2 separate regions of the Mus musculus genome follow, and region 2 is linked to region 1. The links are chromatin contacts, called in public HiChIP or PLAC-seq maps. All regions are on one chromosome and are shown on one strand. The core of a region is the stretch at or near the end of the contact, and the rest is flanking DNA. Distances in the headings are between cores, read along the strand shown.

Evidence for each region. HiChIP or PLAC-seq counts read pairs in DNA pulled down with a chosen protein or histone mark.
Region 2: an H3K4me3 HiChIP or PLAC-seq map of bone marrow-derived macrophages shows a contact between it and region 1, with 2.1 times the contacts expected there. The contact joins the promoter of Scamp4 here to the enhancer-like site in region 1. A contact is called at or near these places in 7 of 39 promoter capture datasets (HPC-7-derived erythroid cells, cranial neural crest, embryonic stem cells and 4 more), 1 of 484 Hi-C or Micro-C datasets (embryonic stem cells), 4 of 115 datasets of contacts at active chromatin or transcription factors (bone marrow-derived macrophages, embryonic stem cells and pancreatic cancer cells) and 1 of 9 other capture datasets (pancreatic islet).

What each region holds. Positions count from the first base shown.
Region 1 is chr10:80,374,649-80,377,867 of GRCm38.p6, forward strand. No RefSeq gene overlaps it. Among named protein-coding and RNA genes, the nearest start is that of Mex3d, 11 kb to the right of the region's middle. Within about 2 kb of position 1,658, at least 63 of the 459 cell types and tissues checked have an H3K27ac peak or open chromatin away from gene starts, as enhancers often do. A contact at or near this core is called in bone marrow-derived macrophages, where this site is marked.
Region 2 is chr10:80,601,627-80,605,194 of GRCm38.p6, forward strand. It overlaps Scamp4 (secretory carrier membrane protein 4), which reads left to right and starts at 1,256. Exons shown (of 7, transcript NM_019575.4): 1 at 1,256-1,323. Adat3 (adenosine deaminase, tRNA-specific 3) reads left to right here and starts at 1,254. Exons shown (of 2, transcript NM_001100606.1): 1 at 1,254-1,323.

The DNA.
Region 1 (3,219 bases), core at 408-2,907:
TGTGAGTCACCATTTGGTTGCTGGGAACTGAACTCAGGACCTCTGGAAGACCAGTGGGTGCTCTTAACCACTGAGCCATCTCTGCAGCTCTGAGATTTTTTTTTTTTTGAGACAGGGTTTCTCTGTGTAGCCCTGGCTGTCCTGGAACTCACTTTGTAGACCAGGTTGTCCTCAAACTCAGAGATCCACCTGCCTCTGCCTCCCAAGTGCTGGGATTAAAGATTTTTTTTTTAATGGCAGTTTTACAAATGTCTGGCGGTTGAGGGGGAGAGAGGGTGAATTAGAAGCCACAGTTTCCCCCTCTGTACAGTGAAGTCACTGATACCTCTAAGTAGTAGATGACCTTGAACCTCCAACCCTCTGACTTCCATCTCTCCAGTGCAGGGATCACAAGCGTGTGCCACCACACAGGGCTTCGGAGGTTCTGGGAATGGAACTCATGGTTTTGTGCTGGGTAAGCTCTGCAGTTGCTGCCCTGGCCCTGTTGGTGAGCATTGTCATTGATGTGGGCTAACATGCATGTCGGTCAGAGGGTAGGGAGCAGGACCCAGTTCTCTCCCATCACGTGGGTTCTGGGAACCTAACTCGGGTGCCCCTGAGCCATTGTGATGAATCAGTTTTCTTTGTTTGCTTTTTGAGACCAAGTTTTTCTCTATCCTGAATTCTCAGAAATCCCCCTGCCTCGGCTTCCCGAGTGCTAGGGTGGCAGCGGTGGATCATCATGAAGCTATGGCACTCCCAACCAGGAGTTCTGCACACAAAGCCACAGGCGTTTCTACTGAAAACTATGAAATGAGACTTAGTGGTAGACATTTTTATTCCCAGCACTCTGGAGGCAGGGGCAGGGGGATGTCTGTGACTAGCCAGTCTAGTCTACATTGAGAATTCCCGGACAGCCAGGGCTACATAATGAGATGCCATCTGAAGAAAAAATAATTAACTGAAATAATAATAATAATAATAATAAACCAAGTCCCGCAGGATCTGTCAATCAGTGCTCAGGGCGGCTTACAGACACTGAAGCTCTAAGCCTGCATGGGTCAGCACTTGGTCCTCTGCAAATGTGTGGTGATGCGGGAGTGGGGTTGTCACTGCTCATGGGAAGCTTTTCCTTGTAATGGGTCACCTCGCCTATTCTTGATATGAGATGTTTGTGCCCATCTTGTAACCTGCTATGTGGTGTTTGGTTGATATCCCTCGGAGGCTTGCTCTTTTCTGAAGGGAAGTGGAGCAACTGTGGATCTGGAGCGCCTGGGAGGAGCGGAGGTTGTAGGGGCTAGGAGGAAGGGAAGTTGCAGTCAGGTGTAGTAAATAAGTGAAGAATAAATTTATCTGTTAATTTAAAAAAATAACAAAAACAAAACAGCCAGACGTGGTGGCACATGCCTTTAACCCCAGCGGAGGCAGAGGCAGGTGGATTTCTGAGTTCGAGGCCAGCCTTGTCTACAGAGTGAGTTCCAGGACAGCCGGGACTACACAGAGAAACCCTGTCTTGAAAAACCAAAAAAAAAAAAAAAAAAAAAAAAAGAAAAAGAAAAAGAAAAAACCCACAAAAAACCACTTTCCAGTTACTACTGTCAGAGTCTGGGGAAAGAGACAAGGCCTGGGACACATCAGAGAGGGCCCTGTAGCAGGCAGAGGCTCAGCTCACTGTGGGCTGCTTGGTGAAACAGGGCCCAGCGTGGCGAGTTTTGGAAGTGCAAGCTGTGCTTGTGAACAAGGTGTTATGTGCCGCTTTGGCCACACGGGGGCGACAGAAGATAGGTCCAGGGCGCCTTTTTTTTTTTTTGATCCAGGGTCTCTGTATAATCTGGCTGTTCTGGAACTAGATCTGTAGACCAGGCTGGCCTTGAGGTGAGTGAACTTTTTAGCATAGAATTCTTAAGCAAATAAAATTTAAAACGTAAATCCATATTTGTTGTGTGTATGATCATGGGGAGGTCAGAGAACAAGTTTTGTTTGGTTTGGTTTGGTTTGGTTTGGTTTTTCAAGACAGGGTTTCTCTGTGCAGCCCTGGCTGTCCTGGAACTCACTCTGTAGACCAGGCTGGCCTCGAACTCAGAAATCTGCCTGCCTCTGCCTCCCAAGTGCTGGGATTAAAGGTGTGCGCCACCACTGCCCGGCATCAGAGAACAAGTTGGAGCCACTATCTCCTATCACCATGTGGGTCCTGAGGATTGAACTCACGTTGCTGGGCTTGGCAGCAAGCTCCTGCACCTGCTGAGCCATCTTCCAGGCCCTAGTAGAAATATTTATAGAATCCAACGCTTGATCTCTGCCTGTGTCATTTATCGTGAAATGATTATAGTTAGCAGGGGACTAAAGGCGTGTGCCACCACTGTTGCTGTCTTCAGACCCACCAGAAGAGGGCATCAGATCCCATTACAGATGGTTGTGAGCCACCATGTGGTTGCTGGGAATTGAACTCAGGACCTCTGGAAGAGCAGTCAGTGTTCTTAACCACTGAGCCATCTCTCCAGCCTCCTCAGAGGCTTTTTATTTATGTTTTAGATCTCTAGAAGAATCCCAGGATTCCCTCCCGTGTGTTCCTTTCTGTCTTGCTTCTTCACGGTCCATAATGCCAGCTGAGGGTGTCAGCACAGTGAATCCACACTGGGGTCTTCTGCCCTGTCTCAAGGTCTTTGAGCTGCACAGCAAATCTAGGGCTGACTGCTCCACACTTGTTCAACCTGCCTGGGAGGTTCACAATTTCCCCAGCTCCGTGCTCAGCAGTGATGGATGTCAAATCTACCACTGCAACCATGCTTTTGTTCACTCCCTATCACCGATAGGGAGTGAACAGAGACTCTGGAGGCGACTGATGAGGACCTGAGACCTGACTTTTGTCTGTTTCTCAGCGTTGACGCTCCTGAGAGCATCTGCCAGGACATTCCTGAGCACCAGAAAGATGGTGAGAAGGGGAGGGCCGATGCTACGTTTTTCGTGTGTGTGTGTGTGTGTGTGTGTGTGTGTGTGTGTGTGTGTGTGTGTGTGTGTGTGTGTTGTGCTCTGGGATCCCAGTGTTTTTATCAGTTTGTCCTTGTGTTGCCCTGATTCGCCTATGTCAACACCTGGATGTTAACCAGAAGTGGAGGAGAAGTGTCGGCCTGTGGTCCCAGGGCTCAGGGTCTGGGGACACCTCAGGGAGAACGGGAGGGATGGGCAAGCGGCTACAGCACCCAGCTGCTCCCGCAGAGGATCCATTCGGTTCCCAGCTCC
Region 2 (3,568 bases), core at 6-2,505, 230 kb after region 1:
TTCGTTTTTTTGTTTGTTTTTCGAGACAGGGTTTCTCTGTATAGCCCTGGCTGTCCTGGAACTCACTCTATAGACCAGGCTGGCCTCGAACTCAGAAATCTGCCTGCCTCTGCCTTCCAAGTGCTGGGATTAAAGGCGTGGACCACCACCACCCGGCTTGGGTTCTAGCTTTGTAATGCTGGTCATATCCACACTAATCTCCCACTTATCTGTCTTGCAAGCAGCCATACACCAAACTCATGGGACCTACTCTGCTCTGATAAGCTGGTCACAAGGCATTCCTTATTCCAGAAAGATTGTGTTTGGCAGACAGGCCTAGAAGATTGCAAACAGGTTGATCCTGGAGCCAACCCCAGGCTCTCTGGTGCCACTTTCTACCTTCCTGCTGGTCAGGGCTCAGCCAGGCAATCTGCTGTTTATGTCCTAAGCCACAGAGGAAGAAGGACCCTGGGAGAGACTCAGGGACTCTGGCCTGGGAATGACATGTTGGGCAGATAAAGCTACACTGTGAAACTCTTTATCTAAAACAATAATTAACTAAAAGGTATTAATGTTAGGTCATCTCTCCTGCCTCTATTACTTGTTCATTTATTTTCTTCATCTTTTGTTTTTGTTTTTTAAAGACAGGATCTGTCCTGGAACTCCCAGTGATTTGCCTGCCTCTGCCTCCCAAGTGCTGGGGTTAAAGGCCCTCGCCCCAACCATCTTGAACTTTTGTTCTCTTGTATCCACCCCCAGAGTGCAGGCATGACCAGCTTGTGCCATGAGGAATGCTATGTATGGAATCCAGGTTCTCCTGGGTGCTAGGAAAACACTCCATGAACAGCCCCAGCCCCAGACTTATTCAGAAGTTCACATATCTGTTTCACCCATGTACAGATGAGGAGAATGAGGGCCTGAGTGGACCTAAAACTTCAGACTACAGTCACTTTCCAAGCAGTAAAAGTGATTGTTCACCAGCAACATGGGACTTTACAGAAGTATGATGGCAGATGCTCTTTGAGTGACTAATGGCCATAGAGTCTCCTTCTGCCTCAAGTCTTCTCTCTGCTGATGTCTCAAAGTGTCACAAAGGGGCCGAGTTCAGTGCCATCCCAGGATCTCAAACCACAGTATTCTACTCGCTGCAGCACACATAAGAAAACCCCCTAGACTCAGCAAGGCCTTGTGAAGCAGCCACGCGCACGGCCTTAAGGGAAATGTAGTCGCATCGCGCAGGCCCCGCCCATGGAACTACGCTCCCGTGGTGCCCCGCGGTGGCAGGCGTGGCGGCCCGGTTGCTAGGACTTGGATAAGCGTGGCGTTCGCTCGGGTGTCCCTCAGGTGAGCAGCCGCCGTAGGGGTTCGGCTTTCGCCGTTCCGAATCCGCCATGGGGCACCGGAGATGGTGACAAGGCAAGGGCGGTGGACAGGGAAAGAAGGCCTTATCGGGACAGACCGCGTAGCCTGAGAGGGTTGTGCGCGTCCCGGGAGGCGGTGGGAGTACGCGTGCGCGAGTAGTCAACGCTAGTACGCGTGTGCACAGGGCTTTTCGCCCACCGCGCCCTATGCCGTTGGTTTGCGGCGCACGCGTGTACCCTACTTCTGATTCCGGAAACCCTGTGATTTCCAGCTGCTTCCGGTTGTATGTTCCGGGTCATCACAGTCCCCTGCCTCAGGGTTATCTTATCCACCATCCTTACAGCAGGTGTGCAGTTTCCCTTTAAGCTCTTGTACCCTATGGGGTTTCTTGGGGTATCTTGGTGGTACCAGGGATCGAATCCTGGACTTTGGTTATATTAGACTGGCACTGGACTACTGATCCCCTTCCCCTCCCTTCAGAAGTGGATTCCAGGAGCTTTCGCTAATCTTTGTACCCAGCCCTTAAATGGATGATTCCAGGCAGGGACTCTACCCCTGCGCCACACCCCATCCCCTCACAAGGGGCCCTAACCTAAGCTTCAGTCCCTCACTGGTGGACATAGGTAGGCTCAGCACTGCTGAGCTCTACCCCGAGCCCACTTCATTTTTTTTATTTTGGAAGTTTCCTGTACCGCTGAAGCTGGCCCCGAACTCCCATCTAGTGGCTTATTGAGTGACTTGTATTTCAGGCCTGAGCTTCCAGACCTGATCCTTGTAGTCTGTCCAGCCACGGTCCCATTCTTTTGGACCCTATACCCAGGACCCAAGGCCCATTGTTTGCCTGCAGTTGTTGAATGCAGAGGGCGTGTGGTTCCTCAGAGGTGGGAAGTGTCTGCTGGACCGCAGGTCCTTGTCTGTGGTACAAGGAGCCCCTTTCAAACCTGTTCCCATGCTGGTGTACAGTGGGCACCTGTCACCTAAAACAAGGGAATAACAGGCCACAATTGCAATGAACATGAAGGGCCCCTTTGGCCAAGCATTGGCTACCATCCTATAGCTATTAAACTCCTCTCCAGAGGCCCATAAGCCCAGGCTGTCATCTGTCCCCAAGGCATCCATCTTTCTGTGTCCCTTGTTGTCTAGTCTTGAGGGGACAAACAAAGCTGTGTCTTCTGCCCTGGAGACAGTGGCGCTTTGTAGCCCAGTCAGGCGCTGTGCGTTGTAGGCGTGGTGTATGCCCTGGGGAAGCCAGATGTCACCACGCCCTTCATGGGCTCTGCCTGCCATGGGGCCTTTGCAGGGGCAGCCATGGTGACACCAGGATCTCAGACACCCTTGGTGCTGTTCTCCCTTCTTAGTCTCAGGACTCCTAGTGGCACCCGTGACTCTCTAGTTAGCCCATAGAGACATTCAGTGTTGACCTGGGCAGCTGGGTGAGCCCTGAAAGCCAACAGATGTACCTGAGTCCATCGCATAGGTTCCTGTGGCCAGGTAGACATTGGTGGGGGTGCCAGGATGTGGGTATGATGATGGTCAGGTAGCCCTGCAGGTCGCCTCGTGGGCACTTTTTTCTTTTCTCCCCTATTTCCTTCTCGTTTGTTTGGTGCTCTGTATTTACCTCAGGGTTTGAGCAGGGCAGGCAGATTCCCACCATTGAGCTATACCCCATCCCCTCCTGCTGCGCTGCTCCCAGGATTGCTTGACCCTAATCGCCTGTAGGTTATGGTTAGTTGTCACGGCAAGGTGTGGGAAGGAGCTAGCTGTCAGCCAAGCCAATGATCTGAGGACTAAGGATGGCGAGAGGGTTCGGTAGCAGGAACCGGATGGCAGGTGGTGGTGCCTTCCTCCTCAGATTTGCCATCCTGCCCTGTCTAGCTCTGACTGAGCAAGGAGAAGCCTCTGAGGCCCAAGAGGCTCTGCTCCCACAACCTTTTCTCCGCTGGGCGTCTGGGGAGCCTGGCTTTTCTCCTGTGTGGAACAGCGTGGTGGTGGTGGTGGTGGTGGTGGTGGCTGTCAGCTCAGGCTTTATCCGGGTGCTTGCACAGCAGGCCATGAGCATTGACTGAAAGCTCAGGTGCAGTGGATAGCCAGGTTCCCAGGCTAGCCCACTGAAGCAGGAAGTGGGTTGACTGAGCACACTGGAAACAGGTCATGGGCACGTGCCTGCCTCTCTTGGCAGGGTCTGCATTCTTCTAGGGTGCATCATAGGCCTGCCACCACCTATTTC